4 separate regions of the Mus musculus genome follow, and all the other regions are linked to region 3. Evidence: chromatin contacts called from public promoter capture Hi-C data. All regions are on one chromosome and are shown on one strand. The core of a region is the stretch at or near the end of the contact, and the rest is flanking DNA. Distances in the headings are between cores, read along the strand shown.

The links. Promoter capture Hi-C pulls out the DNA fragments that hold promoters and counts their contacts. Capture Hi-C pulls out chosen DNA fragments and counts their contacts.
Region 1: a contact with region 3 is called in a promoter capture Hi-C map of hematopoietic stem and progenitor cells. The contact joins the promoter of Ccr3 here to the promoter of Slc6a20a in region 3. A contact is called at or near these places in 2 of 39 promoter capture datasets (cranial neural crest and hematopoietic stem and progenitor cells) and 1 of 9 other capture datasets (liver).
Region 2: a promoter capture Hi-C map of hematopoietic stem and progenitor cells shows a contact between it and region 3, with 2.8 times the contacts expected there. The contact joins the enhancer-like site here to the promoter of Slc6a20a in region 3. A contact is called at or near these places in 5 of 39 promoter capture datasets (the C10 cell line, hematopoietic stem and progenitor cells, liver and 2 more), 1 of 484 Hi-C or Micro-C datasets (regulatory T cells) and 1 of 9 other capture datasets (liver).
Region 4: a promoter capture Hi-C map of liver shows a contact between it and region 3. The contact joins the promoter of Cdcp1 here to the promoter of Slc6a20a in region 3. A contact is called at or near these places in 4 of 39 promoter capture datasets (the C10 cell line, the HPC-7 cell line and embryonic stem cells) and 1 of 9 other capture datasets (liver).

Annotation. Positions count from the first base shown.
Region 1 is chr9:124,020,663-124,023,639 of GRCm38.p6, forward strand. Ccr3 (chemokine (C-C motif) receptor 3) reads left to right here and starts at 1,309. Exons shown (of 2, transcript NM_009914.4): 1 at 1,309-1,510.
Region 2 is chr9:124,142,549-124,145,248 of GRCm38.p6, forward strand. No RefSeq gene overlaps it. Among named protein-coding and RNA genes, the nearest start is that of Ccr5, 22 kb to the left of the region's middle. Within about 2 kb of position 1,308, at least 67 of the 459 cell types and tissues checked have an H3K27ac peak or open chromatin away from gene starts, as enhancers often do. A contact at or near this core is called in hematopoietic stem and progenitor cells, where this site is marked.
Region 3 is chr9:123,677,227-123,680,149 of GRCm38.p6, forward strand. Slc6a20a (solute carrier family 6 (neurotransmitter transporter), member 20A) reads right to left here and starts at 1,606. Exons shown (of 11, transcript NM_139142.2): 1 at 1,460-1,606. The coding sequence starts at 1,580.
Region 4 is chr9:123,214,583-123,217,368 of GRCm38.p6, forward strand. Cdcp1 (CUB domain containing protein 1) reads right to left here and starts at 1,456. Exons shown (of 9, transcript NM_133974.3): 1 at 1,246-1,456. The coding sequence starts at 1,327.

The DNA.
Region 1 (2,977 bases), core at 59-2,558, 340 kb after region 3:
GGGAACAAAACACCCTTGGAAGGAGTTACAGAGACAAAGTTTGGAGCTGAGATGAAAGGATGGACCATGTAGAGACTTCCATATCCAGAGATCCACCCCATAATCAGCATCCAAACGCTGACACCATTGCATACACTAGCAAGATTTTATCGAAAGGACCCAGATGTAGCTGTCTCTTGTGAGACTATGCCGGGGCCTAGCAAACACAGAAGTGGATGCTCACAGTCAGCTAATGGATGGATCACAGGGCTCCCAATGGAGGAGCTAGAGAAAGTATCCAAGGAGCTAAAGGGATCTGCAACCCTATAGGTGGAACAACATTATGAACTAACCAGTACCCCGGAGCTCTTGACTCTAGCTGCATATGTATCAAAAGATGGCCTAGTCGGCCATCACTGGAAAGAGAGGCCCATTGGACACACAAACTTTATATGCCCCAGTACAGGGGAACGCCAGGGCCAAAAAGTGGGAGTGGGTGGGTAGGGGAGTGGGGGTGGGTGGGTATGGGGGACTTTTGGTATAGCATTGGAAATGTAAATGAGCTAAATACCTAATAAAAAATGGAAAAGGAAAAAAAAGAATTAAGTTCTTCTCCTATTTCTACTCTTTCTTCTCTATTCATTTTCTCCTGTCCCCTTCTGAATAGCTAACAAGAACTTGGTAAATTCATTGACCTGTACAATTAGAAAGAATATCAGAGATTATACCATATATTTGTCACTATTCCCGTCAACATTAGTTAAATGCGTCTAGTGTCCATTATCACACTAGGTTCATGGGGATATCAGCACATAGGCAAGATATGTTCCTAGCCTTGGGATGCTATGTCACGGTACAATTCAACCTACACTTTACATTGGTTGAGATCTGTACTTTACATAGAAACTTCCTTGGTTTATCTTAATTGACTTCATGACAACTGTAGGAAATAAATATCTGTTACAATTATAGAGGAGAAAACTAGGTGTCCAGCAAGGCTGGCTCAGTGGTTACCCTGAGATCATGCAGCTATAGAACCACAGTGGAAATGCAAACACATGTCTTTGTGAATTATCAAAACCTTTACTTGCTTGTCCTCATAATCTTCAGTTGCTCCCAGCAAATTTGCTGTCTCATCCTTTCCTTAAGAGGAAATTCCCACATTGTTTTTCCACAGTCTGTCCATGAGTCAATGATTATTGGGAAGTTGTTAGCCATATCATACATAAAAAAATGAGCAGTGTCAAATGGGTGAAGAGCCTGCAAGATAGTTTCTGAGTGTCAGCAGTATCCATCCATAGATAACTCAACAGAGAGCCAAGTATGTGCAGTAAATAACAAAACGGAAGAACTGTAACAAGTTGGTATCTCTCTGAAAACTTGCAAAACCTGAGAAGCTAGCCTTTTTAAAACAGGAAGCTATGATGTTTACTACCTGACTGGTGTATATGATCAAGTGTTATCTCTGTTTCATTAGCAGTGAAACTTAAGTTACTACTGGACTCATAAAGGACTTAGCAAAATTCACCAGGTACCGTTTCTTCTTTTTATTCTCTTTTGGACAAGGACATATTTAAATTCAAGAGATGTTTCTTAGACGATATTTCCAGATAGGCTTTCAGAACTCTAGGAAAGGAAAAAATGGATATATTAGTCTATGTAGGTGAAAGAAATACCTCCCAGAGCCCTCTTGATTCCAATAGAGAGGTGGTGTATAGTATTTAAAGATAACATAAGGTAGACTTAGAAAAGATTTTGCAATGTATTTCCATTTTCTTCTTGCTTTCCTTATTCCTATCCTTCTATTTTCCCATCTATACTATGATACAACATGAACTTTATAACTACTCAAGCTACATTATCTGTTACCATCCTGTACTTCTTATAATTCATAAATTATGAAGAATAGCATCATTCCAAAAGTGTTACATTAGTAGTTAGCGTTTATTGATACTGACTTGTAAGATCATCATGAAAATGTAATCTCTTGTGTGTATGTATATTAGAATGAAAATATATTTATGTATTCATGTGTATACTAAGTAATTACATATTTAAATGCATAATTAAAGTTTTTGGAAATCAACTCTAAAACTATTAGATGGATTGGTTGATGATTGCCGTGGTGTCTCTGTCTGGATTAGGTTGGCTGGCTGCCTTTGGTAGATCTATCTCTGTTAGAGGGTAGAGACAAAAAAAAAATCCATTTAGTGTTTTGAAAGACTCTAGTTTGGCTGGGGTTAGAAGTAAAATGGTTTTGGTGAGTGATTTGAGAGAGGGTGGTAGTCTTCAGTTACTAGTAGGTTGGACTCTAGCCCAAACCTGTTTTCAACCTGTGGGTTACAACCCTTTGTAGGTGGCATATCAGCTATCTTGTATACTAGATATTTATATTACAATTAAAAACAGTAGGAAAACTACAGTTATGAGATAGCAAGGAAATAATTTTATGTTTAGGGGTCATCACAACATGAGGAGCAGTATTAAAGGGTTACAGCATTAGGAAGGCTGGAAAACACTGGGCTAGAGGATCCTCTCACTCCATTCAAAAGATGGTAATATTACACTGAAGCTAGTCACTGAGTCATTTCTCCTGGAATAAGAAATGAGAGTACTCTATGACTCAACAGGAAAGAAGCAAATATGCTCATAATAAATTAAGTGAAGAGCACAGTCAATGCATAGAAGAGAGAATATGGTGACTAATAATTACAATTTAAAAATCCCTCAAAAATTCCTCAAAAGAATAGTAAATAACAACAGTAAGACAACTCTATATCCACCTAACTGGCCCGGTAATTTTTTTTTTGTTTTAATTCTTATGCATGTTGATGGATGCTTCTAAAGCTGGCACCATCACTTACAGTGCTAAGAATTTATTGTTATTATATATTTCCTGGAAGCAAATTGACAAAATGCATCAAGCTTTTTGGAAATGTTATTAGTTTGAAAAAGTGTCTTGGGGTATATAGTTTAAGGAAATAAGTTTAAAAGACAG
Region 2 (2,700 bases), core at 58-2,557, 470 kb after region 3:
CTGTCTCTCTCTCTCTCTCTCTCTCTCTCTCTCTCTCTCTCTCTCTCTCTCTCCCTTCACTCTTTCTCCCTGCCTTTCTGTAATAAAGCTCTAAAACCATAGAATGTCTCTGCTCATCAAGGCCCACTGTACTTGGAGGATGGGACAGGATTTCTCCTAATGAGCAGTTTCTAATCTCCCATTAGAAGGCCTTCCTGTGCTCCAGTCAAGATCCACAGAACTCACTCTCGCAGGTGTTGGGAACCTCTTCCCTCATCCCTCTCTGGTGGCTTTAGCAAAGTAGCTCTGGGGTTCTCAGGTAGGGCTGCCCCTTGGCCACTTCCTGAAGAGTGGGTCAGAGGCTTGAATGCCCACCCAGGGCTGAGTGGAAAGTGTATGGCAGCTCTCCCACACCTGACAAACCAGAGAATAGGTAAAACTCTGGCAGGGTGTGGGTCTTTTCCTTTCCCCTCTTCCCCGGGCCTCTTTTTTGTTCCCAACAGCACATGACATGGGTAGACAACAAAACATCCACAGCCTTGTGATGGTATAAGAATGACAGGCCACTCAGTTCCTGCCTGCATCTTCCTCAGTGATCTGTTGTAAAAGAATGAAAAACAAAACAAAACAGACAAACAAAACCAAAAGACAAAAAAATACATTTTTCTTTACAGAAAAATGCATTTCTCTTTTTTTTTTGTTCCCATGTCTGTTCTCTTCAGAATGTATGAGACCAGCCTGTGGTTTAGAGAGTCTGGTTTCCTTGAGGCGGAGGTGTTTATTAAGAACCATTCCAGACGGTGTAGCTGAATCCTTTGAGAGGACAAGATGAGGGTCATTGACTCTAGGGTAGATAGGAATGGCTCAAATCATATCCTTGAAGACTCTGAAGCCTGTGAAAGTAATGATGTGCAACCCCTCACAAGTCTCAGAAACTGTCCCTGGAGATATCTGGCAGGGAAGAAGCAGAGCTTTCTAAATGTTCAACATGTTTTAGAATCTAAGACATCCATGTAGGCTGTAGCACAGACTGAGACTCTTTTCCTGTACAATTAGAATAAGTCATAATTTAATTTTATTATAAAAACTTTTGTAAAATGAGAATGTATCTAATTTTTTAATTTTAAAATATTGAAACATAAAACATTTTTATTAGAGGTTATCCAAACCCCATCAATCTTGGGTGTCCAAATAGACATCCAAGAAGAGGAAATAGAGTAAGAAAAATGGGGGCTGGGCAGATGTCTCAATCTCTGATCTTTTTGTTCACATTTTGTGGACAGAATAAAAAGCCAACCTAATGGTCTGGTGGAGAAATAGATACTGTGCCCTCACTGGACACATGACTTCCTCTTTCAGGTTGACGTGTCCCTGTGTGGTTTCTATAGTCTTACAAAACTGTGGCTTTATAAATTTTAGTTTTCATTTCTTATTTTTCAGAGTAAATAAAATTTGTAAGAAATCCAGATTGCCTTTTCTAATTATAAAGGATGCTATGAGAGCTGTTCAGGTGCTCTCTTCAGGACCAATACACTTACCACTCCCTTGGTTACTAGGCATGGAGCTACTGAGACCTGGAACTACCTGTCCAGGCTATAATGCTTCATAGTAAGTGGATGAATATGGAAGCTGATGGAAAGGCTTGGTTCAGAACATTCCTTAATGTGGTTGGACATTTACGGACTGTTCAGCTATATAAATAAGGACATAGAGACTCTGGTATATTTTTAAAGCTTAGGGTTTAACTTGGAGCTACCCCCCAGATCCTCTAACTTGACTATTTTTCCCATGTCCCACAATGACCTGTTGTGCCTCTCCGCTCATGTTCGCATCCATCCACCTCCAAATCATCTCCCTAAATTTCTGCTTCTGCTTTTTTCCCCCATTGTCCCTTTCTCTCTAACAGAAGTCCTACCTTCCACTTCATGCCAAGCTATTGGCCCTCAGATTTTTATTAAAACCAATCAGAGAATCCCTTAGGCAAGTGAGGAAGGACAGAGACACACCTTTACGCGGTGCACTCCAACACCTCAAGGCCATCTTATCTCTACTGTCCCTTATAGTATTAGTTGAACACTGGTTGTTACTACATTATGGCTCCTTCTATGCTACCTGATTCCTCATCCTGTCCCATAGGGAAGTCTCTAACTAACAAGCTTTCCATATACATGCTTCACACCCTCTTGGAGCTCTGGATCCCCAGGAATCTAAATGATCTGATTCTTGGTTTTAGTTTTTTACTTTCACTGAAAATTACAGATGTTGACAGGTGTTAAAATGTTACCACTTGGATTCTGTGGCATTTCCCCCCATGCTTCATCTCTATGTTACCAAAAAGTAGTTCTCCAAAACTCACAACACATGAATATTTATTCATGTAAACTTAAAGAACTAACCCGGCAGAAAACAGATTGTTTCCTAAAAGTAGTTTTGGTACTTTCCCCACTAAGGACCATAGACAATTAGAATAGATGCTATTTGAAAGTTTCACCATTGTGTATTTTTTTTAAAAATATTTATTTATTTATTTATTTATTTATTTATTTATTTATTTATTTATTATATGTAAGTACACTGTAGTGTGACTTCAGACACTCCAGAAGAGAGCATCAGATTTTGTTATGGATGATTGTGAGCCACCATGTGGTTGCTGGGATTTGAACTCAGGACCTTTGGAAGAGCAGTCAACTCTCTTAACCACTGAGCCAGCTCACCAGCCCC
Region 3 (2,923 bases), core at 356-2,855:
GTACTGAGCACACAAAGATGTGAAAATCTGCCTCTGACAATTCTTTTTAAAGTCAGTTATGAAACATTAGGAGCATGTGATAGCATATGCCCTCAAATTAAAATAAACCAGAGAATTAAGAATGCACTGTTTCCTTCTTCAAATCTATAGAGTAACCTTTTGTTGAATTGATTTTGATCTGGCTGGAGTGACAGGAGGAGGGAGGGTTAGATTTTCTTAAACAAGTTAAATTCTGTAATACATTAATATTTTTTACTGTCCTGATATCGAGAACTAATGTGCTGATTAGCTTTCTCTCCACCCATACACAAACACATGCTATTAGATCTCTCCTCCCATGTATACACAAACATGCTGTTAGGTAAATAAGAGCCACCCAGAAAACTATTGATAACACTTGAAATTTTTTTTTCATTTTCCTTTTCTCTGAATGGTTTTAAGCACAAGTGCTTAAAAATGTTTTACAGTTTTGAATATGACTTCACCTGCCTCCACTTATCACATGATAACACTATTAAGATAAAATTCTATTAAAACTTTACCTTTATGGCTGCCAAGGATGTTCCACAACTTACTGAACCAATATTTTTTTTTTTTCTGAATGGCTTAGCAAGTTTCTCACATTTTGATCTTATTAAAGGCGGTAGCCATGCTATTTTCTGTCTCTGTTCATATGCTGCGTTTTCCTTTAGATGAGGTTTTAGAAAATGGAATTGAAGAGGGAGGTTTTTATGCTGAGACTTACTTCCTTCATGCCATACTGACCCCAGAACGGTACTTGGACTTCGGAAAGTCCCAGTCCCAGAGTTCTCAGCTCTTTTCCCTGCTTTAGCGGGTGCAGGGTGAGGTGTCTGTCCCACCCTTAACCCCCAGTTTCTCCCCTAGGTCAGAGGAAACATTTATAAAAACAAAACAGCAGAACCAAGAAACTAATTCTCCGGGCACGGAATTATTTGTTTTTCCCTCCTGTGATTCCAAGCCCAAACTAAGTCTTCACATCTACAAACCGATCCTTTTTATTAAGAAAAAGTAAAAGAAATCGCTCACGATCCGTTTGACTGGTGTTTCAACTTGCGGTCGGGAACTTAAATTTCGGAACTGCAAGTTGCACGACAAGTTCCTGATAAACAATTTAGTGTCCTCTTTCACACCTCTGTAGACGGCACCGCACCTTTCCTCCCGGGACAGCAGGTTCCCCGCCGGCGCCGCCCTGCACCTGCTGGAGCCACAGTTCGGACTCGGGACCGCGAGGGTCAATTTCTTAGGGCGACAGTCCCCGCGCCGCGGCGTTCTCGGTTACAGGGGCCACCCGCCCTTGAACTTGAAGCGCGTGGGACCGAACACTTGGCCGAGCTGGGGTGTTCGGGACAGAACGCCACCCCGAGCGGAGGCTCGCGGGCCGGAATGCCACCGCCGCTCGGCGTCCAGGCACCCGGCGGTCCCGCCTGTGCGCACTCACCTCCGCCGTACATCTGGCACAGGTAAGGGAAGCGCCACACGTTGCCCAAACCCACGGCGTAGGAGATGCAGGCGAACACGAACTGCAGCGGATGGCCCCACTGAGGCCGTGCCTTCTCCATGTCCCGAGCTCGCTGCTCCCCGTCAGGGCCTGGTCTCTGGCCGCCGCCGCTCGCCCGCCTTTTAATTGCTAATCTCATTAACGCGCGCGCGGGGCGAGGCCGGTGAGTGGGGAACGGTGAGCCCCACCCTAGCCTCGGCGGGCGGGGAAGGCGCCCCTCCTTGGCCCTGCGTGTGGACTTCAGAGCTCGGGGAAAGGATCATGTTTCCTCAACTTCTTACTGATTAATCGATGACAATACTATATGCCTGGCACTGCTGTGCTGCGGGAAGACACAGCAACCCCACCCCTCCAGGGCTCACATTCAGGTGGCGGGAACATTTAAATACCACGGAGTGACTCGTTCTTAACTTCTTTTGACCCACTGGGGTAATTTCCTTTAATTAATACCACCCAGTTCACCTAAGTCGGTGATGCAGGGGCAATTTAGGTAAAGCAGAGAGAGAGACAAGTCCTAGAGACAGACAGGGATCCAGGACTTCCCAGAGGAGAGATGACTTTTGCACAGAGAGGGTGGGTGTGGAGATTCAGAGGCAGATCACTCTCCTAGCACTTCTGAGACCCTGAGTTTGATCCTAGCACACATGGGAGACTTAAGGGTCTCCAACTACCGGCCCTTGCCTGCACCTGTAGTGTGGGCAGAATCAGGTTTTGAACAGCTGCCTTGAGGCCAATGGGAGTCAGAGATTCTCTTCCCTGGGCCAGGTGGAAACCCAAGAATTCTCATGTTTTTGCCAGTCCAACAAGAAGATATAAATGAACCTAACTCAGTAAAGTTTGGTACAGTGATGCAGGATCTGTTGTTTGCGTCTATATTCCACCACAGACTAAATTCTGTGACTTGGCAAGCCATTTAACATCTTTGACCTTGTTTCATCTGTAATAGAAAAAAAATCTGCCCCAACCTATCCTAGGACTTTTAACCTTAAAACAGTAAAGAAAGCAAAGTCACAACACAGTGGAAGAAACTCTAGATTCTTAAGCTTTAGTATATATATATATACTAAATATATATATTTCCTGCATCCTCCTATGTCTAGTTCCAGTCTTGTTGGTGGACATTTGTGTTGTCCAGTTTGTGGCTACTATGAATAGAACCAAAGTGAACATTCTAATATGGCAGGTAGATGGACTATTAGGAACTTTGGGACTATGTGCGGCATCAAAAAATATCAGTTCACATTCTCATTAATCCCAGCTGCTCTGCATCTTTACTGTCATTCCACAGACTGTTTTTTGTTTTAACAAAGCAAAACAAAAACAAGCATTTATTGGGACCAGGTGCCATGGCATGAGTGGAGGTCAGAGGTCAGAGCAAGTGGTCTTACCATCTTGCTGGCACTG
Region 4 (2,786 bases), core at 206-2,705, 460 kb before region 3:
GAATGCTAGGATCACAAGTATGAGCCACCATGCCCAGTTTATAAAGTGCTGGGAATTGAACCCAGGGCTTTGTACTTGCTAGGCAGACACTCTACAACCGGGACTACATACTTTGTCCCTTAAATGGATTGAAAACTCACTCCTAAGAAAGTGGTGGCCCACATCTGTAATGAATTCCAGGAGTATGGAGTGGGAGCATGAAACTCAGTAGTTTTAAGGCCAGCTTGGGAGACACCGGGAGACCCAGAAAAACAGAAACCAAACCCTAGCTAGCAACAACAAAATATATACCACAGTGTGTCTGTGTGTGTAGTTTAAAAGGAGGTCTTAAGTCTTCCTGTTTACTATGCAGTTATATATCACCTAATGTTGGAAAAAGAAACCAGGAAGTTTTCCTGCGGCTTACGCCCAAGTCTAACCACACCGTTTTAATTTTATTCTTTAATTTATGCTAATTTATCTACCTGTCCAACACAAACAAACACCCCCTTAGTTGTTGATATTACAGACCCCAACTATGACTTGGACCGTACTATTTTTTAAAACATAAAAACCTGTGCGAGTCTGAGAAAGAGCCTCACATCAAGTTCTTACTTGAAGAAAGCTAGTTTTATTCGCGGTATTCTACTCCTAGGGCCCACAAATCCTATTCTTTCCTGGAGCGATCTCCGAGATCAGAGCAGCCTCTACTCCCAATCCAAACTACTCGAAATTCACAGGCTCCACGGAATTACACTCCAACCTTCCACCAGGGAAGAGGTGGGGCACCTGTGGGGTCTCTGCAGCTAGATGCCCGCTGCTGCCTGGTGACTGTCCGCTTGAAGCTGTCCTTAGGCCTCAGGATGAGCGGGCGCGCACGCACGGACAGCTAAAATGGTACCTCAGCGGGAAGTCAAACCACCCTCTTCTTGCACTCACTTCTCTGGCCCAGGTGTGGAGTGGGCCCGAAGAAGAAAGCTCTCCCACGTCCCAATCGAGTATCCCTAAGAGTCTCAGCAAAGTACCCATGGCACAATGTGCTGCCTGGAGAACGTCCTCCTAAGGCTTGTTCCGCGCGCTTATTTGTTCCTAGGCCAGGGAAGCTCACCCAGGTCCAGGACTCTCCCACGTGCCTGAGCGCTGGGGCGAGTCGTCCCGGGGACCTCGCCCCACCATCTAGGACTGTGCTACCAGGTCCGGATCGTGTAACCCCTGAACACGCGCCACCTCCAGGCACCTCCCTGGCCGGCCACAGGTTGCTCTTACCTGTCCCGCGCAGCAGGCGTGCTGTGCCCAGCAGCAGGGCCCCCAGCAGTGCGACTGAGAACCCGCAGGCCGAGTGGGCCATGACTCGGGGGGCGCCTCGGTCTCCCTAGGGCACGACTGTGGCCTGTGTCTGCGAGTGGCCTCGGTGGCGCCTAGGCACCGAAACGCAGCTGCGCCCCGCCCTGCCCCGCCGCTCACCTGCGCGCAGGACCCCGCCCCGCCCGCTCAGCAAGAGCGAGGGTGACCCACGCTTCCTCTGTGGCCTCCTCCTCTTCCTGCCTCAGCTCAGGTACTACCCTCCCTTGCCCGGTGGCCTTGAGGCAAATTTGTCCCCGCCTTCCCGGGCTTCAGTTCCTTTCTCAAAGTCCAAAAGACTTTGTTGCCAGCCAGCTCCTTCTCCTTCCGCTGTTCAGGTGTGCTGGTTGAGGTTCCTGTTGGTCACTGATCCCCAACCTTTTGGCTTTCTCTGTTGCTGGACAGGGGCCTAGGCCTGCTCCAGCTTCTCCCCTGCAGTGTCCAGAGTTCACCAGCTCTTCCCAGTGTCAGACAAGATAAGCTTTCCTATTTGGGCAACGAGCCCAAAGATGCCAAAGCAGGGCAAAGTTAGGACAGATGTGAAGGCACGGGGTGGGTTCTGCCAAGTTGCTGGGTTGTTCTTTATTGAAGTAAGGGTTTCACAGATGCTGGACGAGGGTGCTAGAACGAGACACTTCAGAAACCCTGCGTTGATTGTGGGAAGAGTAGATTGAATGGGTGCATGAGACTGGAAAGGCTCAAGAGAAGAAACCCAAGCAGGTGCACAAGGCCCTTAGCTGGGTTGTGAGTAGGGGAGTGGGCACAGTGCTACTGAGTTGGGCAGTGGGTGTGAGCGTGAAGGATTCTGATCAGAAGCTGGTCTGTCCTGCAGCCAATCTCTTCTCAGATATAGCTAGGTTACCTAGTTCTGGTTTAAGAGGTCTTGTGGAGTCTTCTATCCTCTAGGCCAGAGGTTCTCAACCTTTCTAATAATGCAACCCTTTAATACAGTTCCTCATGTTGTGATGACCCCCCTACCATGAAATTATTCATTGATACTTCATAACTATAATTTTGCTTATATTATGAATCTTAATGTACATATCTTTGTTTTCTGATGGTTTTAGGCAATCCCTGTGCAAATGTTATTTGACCTCCAAAGAGGTTGCAACCCACAGGTTGAAAACCACTGCTCTAGGCCATCCCATGTCCTGAATCACAGGCAGTGATGGTAGATGGTCTGGGACCTCGTGGATGGCAAGCCAGATTTCAGCCCAAAGGATTCAGTGGCCCTATGCATTTACTGTGCCCATGGCCAAGGTCACTCAGACCTTTCCAGGAATCTATGACAGAAACAGAAGCCCATGCCCCAGTATCAGTCAGAGTGTGGCCCCAATTTCTCTTTAGCTTCTGGAAAATCTGAGCTAATACTCAACGGAGATGAAAAGTCACTTCTCCAGAGCTTCATCCCTTTCTTCTCAGTTTCCAAAGAAGAAAGAAGCAAACACTCTCCAGTTCTGAGCAGC